3 separate regions of the Mus musculus genome follow, and all the other regions are linked to region 2. The links are chromatin contacts, called in public Hi-C and HiChIP or PLAC-seq maps. All regions are on one chromosome and are shown on one strand. Each heading gives the region's core, a stretch centred on a gene start, on an enhancer-like site or on the middle of the called end of the contact. The rest is flanking DNA. Distances are from core to core; before and after follow the strand shown. Region 1 holds the start of Cdk1 (cyclin-dependent kinase 1). Region 2 overlaps Ank3 (ankyrin 3, epithelial). Region 3 overlaps Ank3 (ankyrin 3, epithelial).

Region 1 (3,450 bases), core at 646-3,145, 230 kb after region 2:
TTAATGGCTGAGCCATCTCTCTGGTCCCACACCACACTGCTTCATTTTCTTGAGGAGTTGAGAATCTTTTCAAAGTGGAGCACAGCCTCTTTGAAGGATGTGGTCTGAGGGTGGTGGCAAGATAGAGCTTTTGGTGTTGACTTAGAGCCGATAAAACAGATGACATTTTGTTTGTTCATAGATTTGTGAAGGTTTGATTTCTAAGGAATATTTAACATTTAAAAAAAAGATTTATCTATTTGGTATACAGTATTCTACACACATGTATGCCTGCACACAAGAAGAGGGCAGCAGATCTCATTATAGATGGTTATAAGCCATCATGTGGTTGCTGGGAATTGAACTCAGGACCTCTAGGAAGAGCAGACAGTGCTCTTAACCTCTGAGCCATCTCTTCAGCCCAATATTTAACATTCTTATGTGGAGATATGTCAAAACATTTAGTGTGTTATCATTGTATACATAATGAATACATAAGTGTATAATCACAGAAACAGGCTGGCATTTTTTCTTTTCAGTTTTGAGGGTGTCTTTCAGTGTTTCATTGGTTCCTATCCTCTTGTCTTCTTAAGGTACTTTAAATGTGATCCTTCTGCTGGCTGCTAAAAACTCATTGAAAAAAACATAATCTGCAGGAACACGGGAGAGCTGGAAAATACATCAAGTTACCTGACACAGACATAGAGAGACAGACACTTCATGTTCTTTCTCATAGGCGGATCCTAGCATGTAATGTTCATATGTTAGTGTGTATATAAGGTTCCAACTAGAAAGGAAAGGCTGCCCGAGTGGGGGGGGGGATTAGAGTCATGGACATGGTGATAGGACACAGAGGGCTATGGGCTTGGGGGCGTGCAGTTACGAGGTGCGGGGACTAGGGTTACTGGGAGAAGGGATGAGAAGAATTAACACAGACCAATATTGTCTGAAAATTCCATAGTGAAACTTAATATTATATATATACATATATTAAAGGTGTGTGCCACAATCCTCAGATATATATATATATATATATGTATATATATATATACACACACATATATACACACACACACACATATATATACACACATACATATGTAAACTAATATATTATATATTAATATTATATATTATTTATATTATCCCAGCTTAATATAGAATTTTGAAAGGCATAATCATAAAGTAATTTTAAATGTTAGCAATAGCCAGGTGGTGGTGGCAGCACACGCCTTTAACCCCAGTACTCTGGAGGCAGAGGCAGGAGGATCTCTGTGAGTTCAAGGCCAGCCTGGTCTACAGAGCAAGTTCTAGGTCAGTCAAAATTACACCCAGAAACCTTGTCTCAAAACAAAACAAAATAAAAGTAAGAAACTCTTTTTTTTTTTTTTTTTTTTTTTTGGTTTTTCGAGACAGGGTTTCTCTGTATGTGTAGCCCTGGCTGTCCTGGAACTCACTCTGTAGACCAGGCTGGCCTCGAACTCAGAAATTTGCCCTGCCTTTGCCTCCCGAAAGCTGAGACTAAAGGTGTGTGCTACCACGCCCAGCTAATAACAAGCTCTTGATGTAGTGGTACTGTCACTTTGGTGGCTGGCTATCTAAATTCAATGCATTTGAATTGTGTTAGTCTTGGAGGGAAATTACACACAGAAAGGTAGCTGGAGAAAAAAGAGAATAGATTAGACTGTCCAGAAACAACAGGACGATATTGGAAGGAAAACAGAGCTCAAGAGTCAGTTGGCGCCCGCCCTCCTGCAATTCCTCTGGCCGCGGTTTCCGCTCCCTTTCGCGCTCTGCGCTCCCAGGCAGCCCCGCCCAAGCGTAGCTCAGCTCTGATTGGCTCCTTTGAACGTCTACGTGCAATCGGATTGGCGGATCCCGGGAGCTTTACCGCGGCGAGTTTGAAACTGCTGGCACTCGGCCTCTAAGCTCCTGGAGTTGCTGCGTCCGCGCAGTCCGGAACTGCGGTGTGGCCCCAGCCGGGACAGAGAGGTATGGCGTGAGTCGGACTGGGTGCAGGCTGGGCCTGCGGGGGCTCCACGGGATCTGGGGGTTCCCCCGGGGAAGGGCAGGACATCCATGTGAGCCTGGGGATCCCTTGTGGACGGGTAGGGCCTCCACGTGAGATCTTGGTCTCCTGTGGACGGGTAGGGCCTCACCTAAGTCCGGGATCCCTTATGGTCGGGCATGGCCTCCCTGAGCCCGGGGTCTGGGGTACCCTATGGATGAGCATGTCCTCATCTGAGGCCAGGGTCCCCTATGCAGGAGCATGGCCTACCTGAGCCTGGGGACACTATGGAGGAGCAGGGCTCACCGGAGCCTGGGATCCCTATGGGGGGGGGGGGCAGGGCTCACCCGATCCAGCGGTCCCTTATGGAAGGGCAAGGCTCACTTGAGCCCCGGGTCCTGCGGACGTGCAGGCCCCTACGCGAGCTCCAGGTTCCTGCAGACTGGATGGGCCTCGCTGGAGTGGGCCCGGGTGTGGGCGGGGTGCCAAGTTATGTCCCAGGCCCTGTTGGCTGCCAGTGTGGAGCTGGGCTGCACCAGGCCAGCTGCCTTCGGAGGCCTTAAGTCGGTACTGCCGGAGAAACAGACCCGTGGTCGTTTAAAAAGCTTATTCCTACCAAGGTGCAGAACCAAGAAAGTGTAGGATCGTTTATTTTTAGTTGCCTGTGCTAAGGCCACAGACTGTACCCAGGCAAAGAAGGAGAGAGAGGGAGAACCGCGGATGCCTTCGCGTCCTTGATCGTCTTAAAACATAAATACCGATGAAGGTTCTGATGTGCGGGCCACCATCGCCTGCCCCCAACTTGGATACACTGGGCAGCTTTTAACAGCAGGCCCGGGAGACTGGAAAATGTTGGAAGGAAATAAGCCCAGCTTTCAAGACATGTTAACTCTTTGCTGTCTGTGCAGAGGTGGTTGAAACGTTTAATGCTCTATAGTTATATTAAGTCTCTGTATTGAAGAAAGGGGGTTGGGGGGGGATGCGTTGAAATTTCCTAAACATAATCTCCATAGTTGAGAGTCAATCTTATGTGTCTGAGAATCCCCAGGGTTCAGTGGGATGCCTGGCAGGACCCTTGGACGGGTTTACATTTTCCTTCTGAATTTTTATCTGTTGAGCCGCTGCCTCCTTGTGCAGTGCCAAGAGCTGGGATTCCTGGCTGTGCCCCCACACCCCATGGAGTTGATTTTACTGTGGAAAGAGATCTGTAAGGAACAGCTCACGAGAGGTCAGCCATTCCTTGATGCTCATTCATAAGGATCTTGTCACCCGTGGCAGAGGGCTTTCAAGGAGAAGGCACACCTTTTTCCTACCATTCTTTGTGAGCCAAGAAATTGTTTCTCCCTTGTTCGTGATATTTTTCAAAGCATGATTAGCAAACACACTGTCTTAGCGTTGTTGGGATGAAACACCATGACCAAAGCAAAGGAACTTGGGAAGGAAAGGGTTTAGTTGTCTTGTAC
Region 2 (3,344 bases), core at 427-2,926:
AAAGACATGGAAGTGGGAGGGTGTTGGCTTGGCAGGAAGAGGAAGGAGGGGTGAGACAGGGTATGAGGATAAAAATGACTAAAATTCATTACATACATGTATGAAGCTGTCAATGAACACATGAATTAATAAGTTGATACTCAGTATTAAAATACAACTTATATACTTTATTTTCCCTGTAGTAATCTGGTCTAACATTAATTCCTTTGACAAAGCCTCTACCCTTGCATGAGAAATTATGGACAGCATTGGCTGTCTAAGTTAATGTATATTTACATATGCAACTAGAAAACTCCTTGTTTGGTCAAAAAAAAAAAAAAAAAACTGAGACGACTCTGTTATCATTGCCAACAATCATCCTGAAACAAGACAGATTTTAAAAACATTCTTCTCCATCAGAAACCACATAAAATTTTCAACTGAGATTCTCAATATTAATAACCCCAGCTATGAGTTAGAAAAATCTCAGAAAAACCAATGGACGTTCTTCTCTGAGCTGAAAAAAAAAAAAGCACTATGGGAAATTGCTGCACAAACTCTTCCAGTCAGAGAGAAAACCTACTGGGGTAGAGTGAACCTGCTTTTAGTGTGTGTGTGTGTGTGTGTGTGTGTGTGTGTGTGCTTGTACATGTGTGCACATGTGTGCATGTGTGTGTATGTATGCATGTGTGTGTATGCACATGAATAATACTATGTGGTTAACTCTTACATGGATTCTGGGAGGTTTGAACTCAGACTCTTGTGTTTGCATGATCAGTGCTTTTACCCGCTGAGCCATCAACACACATGCCAGAAAGAAGACAGACAATACATGTAACCCTACTACATGCCCCAAGCTAACGCCATTACCAAAGATGTTAGAACCTGGCTCTGTCCTTTGTAATTGTCGTACCTCTGAGATAAAGATATACCCAGGCTTTGTCAAACAGTTACCACAAAAGGAGTTTTCACTACTAGACCACAGACTTTGGTTCTTGATGTTTAAGCCATGACTCTGGACAGAAATTTAACTGTCCTACCACCTGGAAAAAAAAATACAACGCCCACATCACAGGAGGTGTGGTGGAGCCCAGAGAAGCTGAGCTGGGGGCACATTCTGTGAGTTCAGTTATTCTCTTCAGACAGGAGATCTCTATCTCTGCATCAAGGGGAACTAGGCCAGACTGCCTGGTGTTGGGTCAAGGGAAACAGGCCAAATGAATTAAACTCCTTCTGGTACTATATAAAGAAAGGATATTTGAATCTGGAAAGTTGAGGAAATAAAATGTCATGTGAGCTGGCCCAAACCGTATAGAATCTACCAGAAATGCTATTACAGGACAATATGTGACGAAAGGCATTCTCTATCCTCTTGTTTATGTAAAGTACCCTTAGTGAACAGTTCTGAGGAAATCGAATATCCTCTCCCACACACAGTGGCAGAAAAATTAGAGGGGCTTTGAATTTATTTCCCTCAGTCTACAATGGGCATATTTCATTTGTTCTTGTCACAGTTCTGTCACATGTGGCCCTGATGAAGGACTTCTTCACATTGCCAGTACATTAGAACCAGAGGCAACCTGAAAAGACAGCACCCATTCCAACGCAGGCGACAAAAACAGACTCCCTGACACTCTCCCTCTGTACATCGGGTCCCTTTGGTTGTGTGCTTCATCAGGCATTCTTTGGATTCTGCGGTGACTCATGAAAATGTCAGGGGCGATTACTCCAGATTGCTGTGACAAAACAGTTCTGTCTAACACGCTCCCCCACGCAAGAGCCGCAAACAAGAAGGCATTGTGGGAAGAAGGGCGGACTCTGTGAAGAGGCTGAGAGACGTTTACCCAGCTTCATCACAACGCCAGTTAATATCAGCAATAGTGGACGTCCCAGAAAGCCATTTTAATGGTGGGAAAGAACTGAGCTCCACATGAGAGAGAGAGAGAGACCACTATGAGAAAGGCTCTTTCTTTTTGAAAAGCATATTTATGGTAGACATGGCAATTGGAAGTGTCCTCTGCCCTCCACACCACAAATTTCTCCCTAGAGATTACCTTTAACAATTCCAGTATTAGCCAGAGTGGTGGTGGTGCACATCTTTAATCCCAGCACTTGGGAGGCAGAGACAGTTTCTGAGTTCGAGGCTAGCCTGGTCTACAGTGTGAGTTCCAGGACAGCCAGGGCTATACAGAGAAACCCTGTCTCAAAAAACAAAACAAAACAAAAAAACAAAATAAAACAAAAAAGAAACAATTCCACTGTTATCCCTCAAATTATTTTTTGACCAAAGGTATTCATGTTCTTGATGGTTCTGTTATTATTATCCATTCTTTAGATAGGGTCTCACGTGGTAGGCCAGGTCGACCTGGATCTCAACTATGAAAGGGAATTTGTAGTGATCCTCCTGCATTCAAACTTGCAAGGGCTAGGATTATAAACCTGAGTTACCATGCCTGGTTAGCATTTGTGATGCATTTGTGTATGTATGTACGTAATATACATATGATATGTGTGATAACATAAGCAAGTATATCATATATAATACTTGTATATACACACACAGGTATATGCATATGTAGTCCTGTCCATATGTCTTTCATGTAAGTACATCGGTACAGAGGCTGCTGATATAACGTGACTGCTAAAGCAGTTGTCTTTACAAAGAAGAGTAGAAAACAAATGCTAATTACCTTATAAATCTATGCCTGTCTGCTCCAACTGAAAGCTGGAACTACCTGTTTCATGTCCTCAATTGACCGAATTAAAAATACGGTTTTAAATGCCAGGGTAGATTGAGTCCAGGGTCCCTTGGTCACTTGGATGCTAAAGTGAAAGCCCAGAATCCCACCCACGTGCTTCAGACCATTGTTTCCAGAACCATGATGTCCAATCACATGTTCATTTTTGTATACTCTGAAAGCACCTCCGTTCCTAACCAAAATGATACAAAACCTGCTAACAGCGAACAGCAGCTGAGAGGCTTAGACAAGCAGGAATCTGTCAGCCTGGGCGCTGTGTGCAGGAGGCAGCTTTGTGCTTTAGAGACCTGTACAAATCGCCCCAAAGTCAGCAACAAGGCAGATTTGGCTGGCAGTGTAAGAGAACACCGACTCAGAGACTGGATTACCGAACCAAGCAAAGAACGCACTGACCAGAAGGCCTGGCCCCAGGCCACCCCAGACAGCACCCAGGAACCCCCCAAACAGCCATGAAGAACAGTGTGAAAGGTCTGGCTTGTCACAATGATGTCAATCCCACCCTCCTCTGATGACACAGAAACATACAAAGGGCACTCCCAAGTGAAGAATGCAAAATGGCAGATCAAAAGGGGGGGCGGGTACTAGGTCTTACACACACACACACAC
Region 3 (3,246 bases), core at 11-2,510, 210 kb before region 2:
CCCCTAAAGGGATTTATTCGCTACAAATTTGTATGTTTCCTTGCTTGCTGTAGATATTTGCTTGATAAACATTGAAATTGATGTTACATAATCTCCTGACATCTGTTTATCCACACTCTAATGGGGTGGCACACTTTAATGTTGATTTCCAGCTCTTGCTAGTATGAAGAAAATATAAATACAAATATTTTGCATTAGAATAAAAAGATTGCAAGTGTATCTTTTGCCTTATGACCAAACATCTTTTTTAAAAAAGCATAGAGAAGGTTAAAAACCAAGTTGTTTTCAGTTTCTTTTGGTTTATAAATATTAGTTTAATTTCATTTTTATTAAGCAAATTAAGCATTTTGAAGCAAATCTATAGCACTATCATACCATCATCAAAATAAACTTATTTTATGATAAATAAATGTTTGGGTCACTATGTCACTAAATACTTTCATCTCAAAACAAGAAACTCTAGTCTCAGCAGCAAAAGACAAGTTTTAGGTGCCTTCCTTGAAATGGATCAAGGAGGGTCCTTGAAGATCTTACAGGACTACATGCACCATCCTACTAGTCTGTTTTCCGAAATAAAAATCATTAACAAGAAAACGAGAGATCCTGTCACCAGCTGAACATGCAATTATTATTCTATGGATGAGTGAAAAACCAGACACAAAACAGAAGAGATCAGAGTCGAAAGACATAAAACCAAATAATTATACAAGCTTCCTTTTGATACTGTACAGTACTTGTACTTCCCTAGGGTTTTGAGAGAATTTCTAAAAGATTTTTTTTTTTTTTTTTTTTTTACCAGCTGCAGCTCCGAGACTCCACACTACAAGCGATTTACACTTGGAATTCCTTTTATTGCAGTACGTTTATTCTTGAGCCTTATCCGAGGGCTCAAGTTTAAGACTTAACTTTCCAGCAGTTGTTGACATCAAAGCTAATTCTTCCACACAGACTTGATTAAAAGCAGACGGGGAGAGGCTGTTTCTAACGTTAGTTAAGGTGCATCTATCTACGCCCGTGCTGCTAATGTCTCAATAAACAGGTTATGAAATCACTCTCAGTAGCTCCCCAACAGAAACCCCATACTGTTGTAGGAAGACCTCTCCCCACCACAGTGGAGGCCACACACTGAACATTATCATCGGCGAGCCCTGCAGCAAACACTTTACGAAGAAGTCTAATTATCTACTATACCCTCTTAGCAAGGACCGTCTCCATAGAGAAGCTCACGCAGGCAAACGGATCGCACTTCCATTCACATCAGGCAGGAAGCCGGGAGAGGAAGAATTCCTTCTCATTTTCCAGCAGAGCTGGGTCCAGCATCATCTGTGCCCTGTTGTGACAGGACTTCTCTGTGATCTGTGTCGGGTCAGTACCCTTCCAGAGACACCGCTCAGGGCATGGGAACTTCAAATCCAGCCTGTCATTTTATTATACTTTTTTTTTTTTTTTAAACAGCTTGCCTACCAAAACAGAAAATTCTGCGCATATGGGCTGGGGTCGAGTGCTTTCACCACTGAGCTGATATAGTCTGACATGAAACAGAACGGAAATGCTCACTTGGACCTGGCATTTCTCTTAGGTCTCAGATATTTTTAATTTCAAGTCCATTAGTTCGTAAAAGAGCAGTGTTTTTCAGGCTTGTTCTTTAGCACTCGATCTATCTGTGCTCAGCTCTAACAATTTGGAGCATTTAGTATTTCTCGAAGTCAGGGCTAAGTAACTTCTGATTCTGTCTGTAAGGCTTTCTGTCTGTAAGCCGCGCAGCAGAACACACACCTGAGTTCGACAATATAGCTCATAATTCTTGGTGAGTAAGTTGATTACTTTTAGGGTGACACAGGGTTTTTTTGTTTTTTGTTTTTTGTTTTTTTTTAGAATGCTTGTCAGTACGTTCCTGTCCCTAGCACATTACAATGTGTACAGCTATATTGCGAATTTCAAAGCTTCCTTTGAAAAGGCCTTTGTCTGAGGCACACGGAATGTTGGCGGCGAGGCCCTCAGAGGTTAAAATTCCATCCATTAGCTGTAATGTAGTTACACTTCCCAAAGGTCACCGAGGGTCAGTACTGCAGCTAAGAGAACTCAGTCTTGAAGTGTACCAAGATGACACCTGAATCTACTTACAACCATAGCAGAATTCTCTAGATTGCCTTTTTTTTTTTTTTTTTGACTGAGGAATGACAGTTCCTTTCTCACACCATCAGCACGCCTGACTTCCTGAATGAGTAGCCATGTTCTTGTTTTTTTATAGTGTCTCTGTTATAGTCGTTATAACCGACATGTTCACTCTGTGCCCAGGATCTGATATGCTCAGAGTAAAGCACACCCCCCTCTGTTGGAAGCACAGGTGTTCTTGAGCAAGCTATACTGACTGAAGGGCAGAGGTAGACGCAGAACATCACGCAATCACGCACAGCCCTTCCCGGCATGGCCATCTTAGCAGTCCTATACATTGCCTAGAAGCAAATACCTCAAAGTTTTAGTTGCATAAACCAAACACCCACCTCCTCTACCTTTTCAGAGTAGGATCCTGTAAGGAGATAATGGCTTATTTAAGTCCACTCTTGAAAGTCAGTCGACGATGACACTTACATATAAGGTGTTTGTCAACCAGATTGGAGATAACATACGTTTCCAGCCTTTAGTGATAACCTCGTCATGCGTTTATTTTGAGTTTCCAAACTAAACTTTTATCTTCCCCCAACTGTGAGAAGTTTCACAGTCCCCCTTACTGTCATGCCACAAAAGCTGTGTCGCATGCCTTAGGATTTATTTTGAGAGATGTGTGGCTCAAGGAAACTTCTCACGCTTTCTCCTTCACCAGCTTTTCCCCTGTCCCCAGCCACACACCATCTACTTCCATCTTATTAAGCAGCATCCTCGTAAGCCGGGTCGCTCCAGGACACACTCCACATTCCATCACAGGCAAAACATACCTCCAGTCCAGATCCCAGCAACATAGAAAGGACGTCTTACGTGTCCTGAGCTCACGCCTTTAGCAACAGATCCATCTCTCCCCTCCCCAGTAACATACATGCATATATTTAAGGATACAATCATTAAAAAGCAACAGTTGCATAAGGGGGGGAAACCCCACTAATTTAGAAGCAGTTAAATGCTTACTTCTTCTGGGAAGCCCTCTGGCTCTTCCACGGCCATTCTCTGAGGCCAAATACGAAACCTGATAACTCAATTAGTTAACACTTGGGGCAGAACATCCTGTCTAAAAATATCCGCCTTGGAAAA

What was found. A called contact is a pair of places that touch in the nucleus more often than the background predicts. HiChIP or PLAC-seq counts read pairs in DNA pulled down with a chosen protein or histone mark.
Region 1: a contact with region 2 is called in a FOXA1 HiChIP or PLAC-seq map of pancreatic cancer cells. The contact joins the promoter of Cdk1 here to the enhancer-like site in region 2. A contact is called at or near these places in 1 of 484 Hi-C or Micro-C datasets (muscle stem cells), 11 of 115 datasets of contacts at active chromatin or transcription factors (the SCID.adh cell line, embryonic stem cells, epiblast stem cells and 2 more) and 1 of 9 other capture datasets (adipose tissue).
Region 3: a Hi-C map of the N1E-115 cell line shows a contact between it and region 2, with 2.1 times the contacts expected there. The contact joins two enhancer-like sites. A contact is called at or near these places in 2 of 484 Hi-C or Micro-C datasets (the N1E-115 cell line and muscle stem cells) and 1 of 115 datasets of contacts at active chromatin or transcription factors (pancreatic cancer cells).

The regions. Positions count from the first base shown.
Region 1 is chr10:69,351,357-69,354,806 of GRCm38.p6, reverse strand. Cdk1 (cyclin-dependent kinase 1) reads left to right here and starts at 1,895. Exons shown (of 8, transcript NM_007659.4): 1 at 1,895-1,971.
Region 2 is chr10:69,578,108-69,581,451 of GRCm38.p6, reverse strand. All of the region lies in intron 1 of Ank3 (ankyrin 3, epithelial), which reads right to left. Among named protein-coding and RNA genes, the nearest start is that of Gm33464, 17 kb to the right of the region's middle. Within about 2 kb of position 1,676, at least 60 of the 459 cell types and tissues checked have an H3K27ac peak or open chromatin away from gene starts, as enhancers often do. A contact at or near this core is called in the N1E-115 cell line, the SCID.adh cell line, muscle stem cells and 1 more, where this site is marked.
Region 3 is chr10:69,785,550-69,788,795 of GRCm38.p6, reverse strand. The region is part of intron 1 of Ank3 (ankyrin 3, epithelial); the gene reads right to left. Among named protein-coding and RNA genes, the nearest start is that of Gm33416, 79 kb to the left of the region's middle. Within about 2 kb of position 1,260, at least 23 of the 459 cell types and tissues checked have an H3K27ac peak or open chromatin away from gene starts, as enhancers often do. A contact at or near this core is called in the N1E-115 cell line and muscle stem cells, where this site is marked.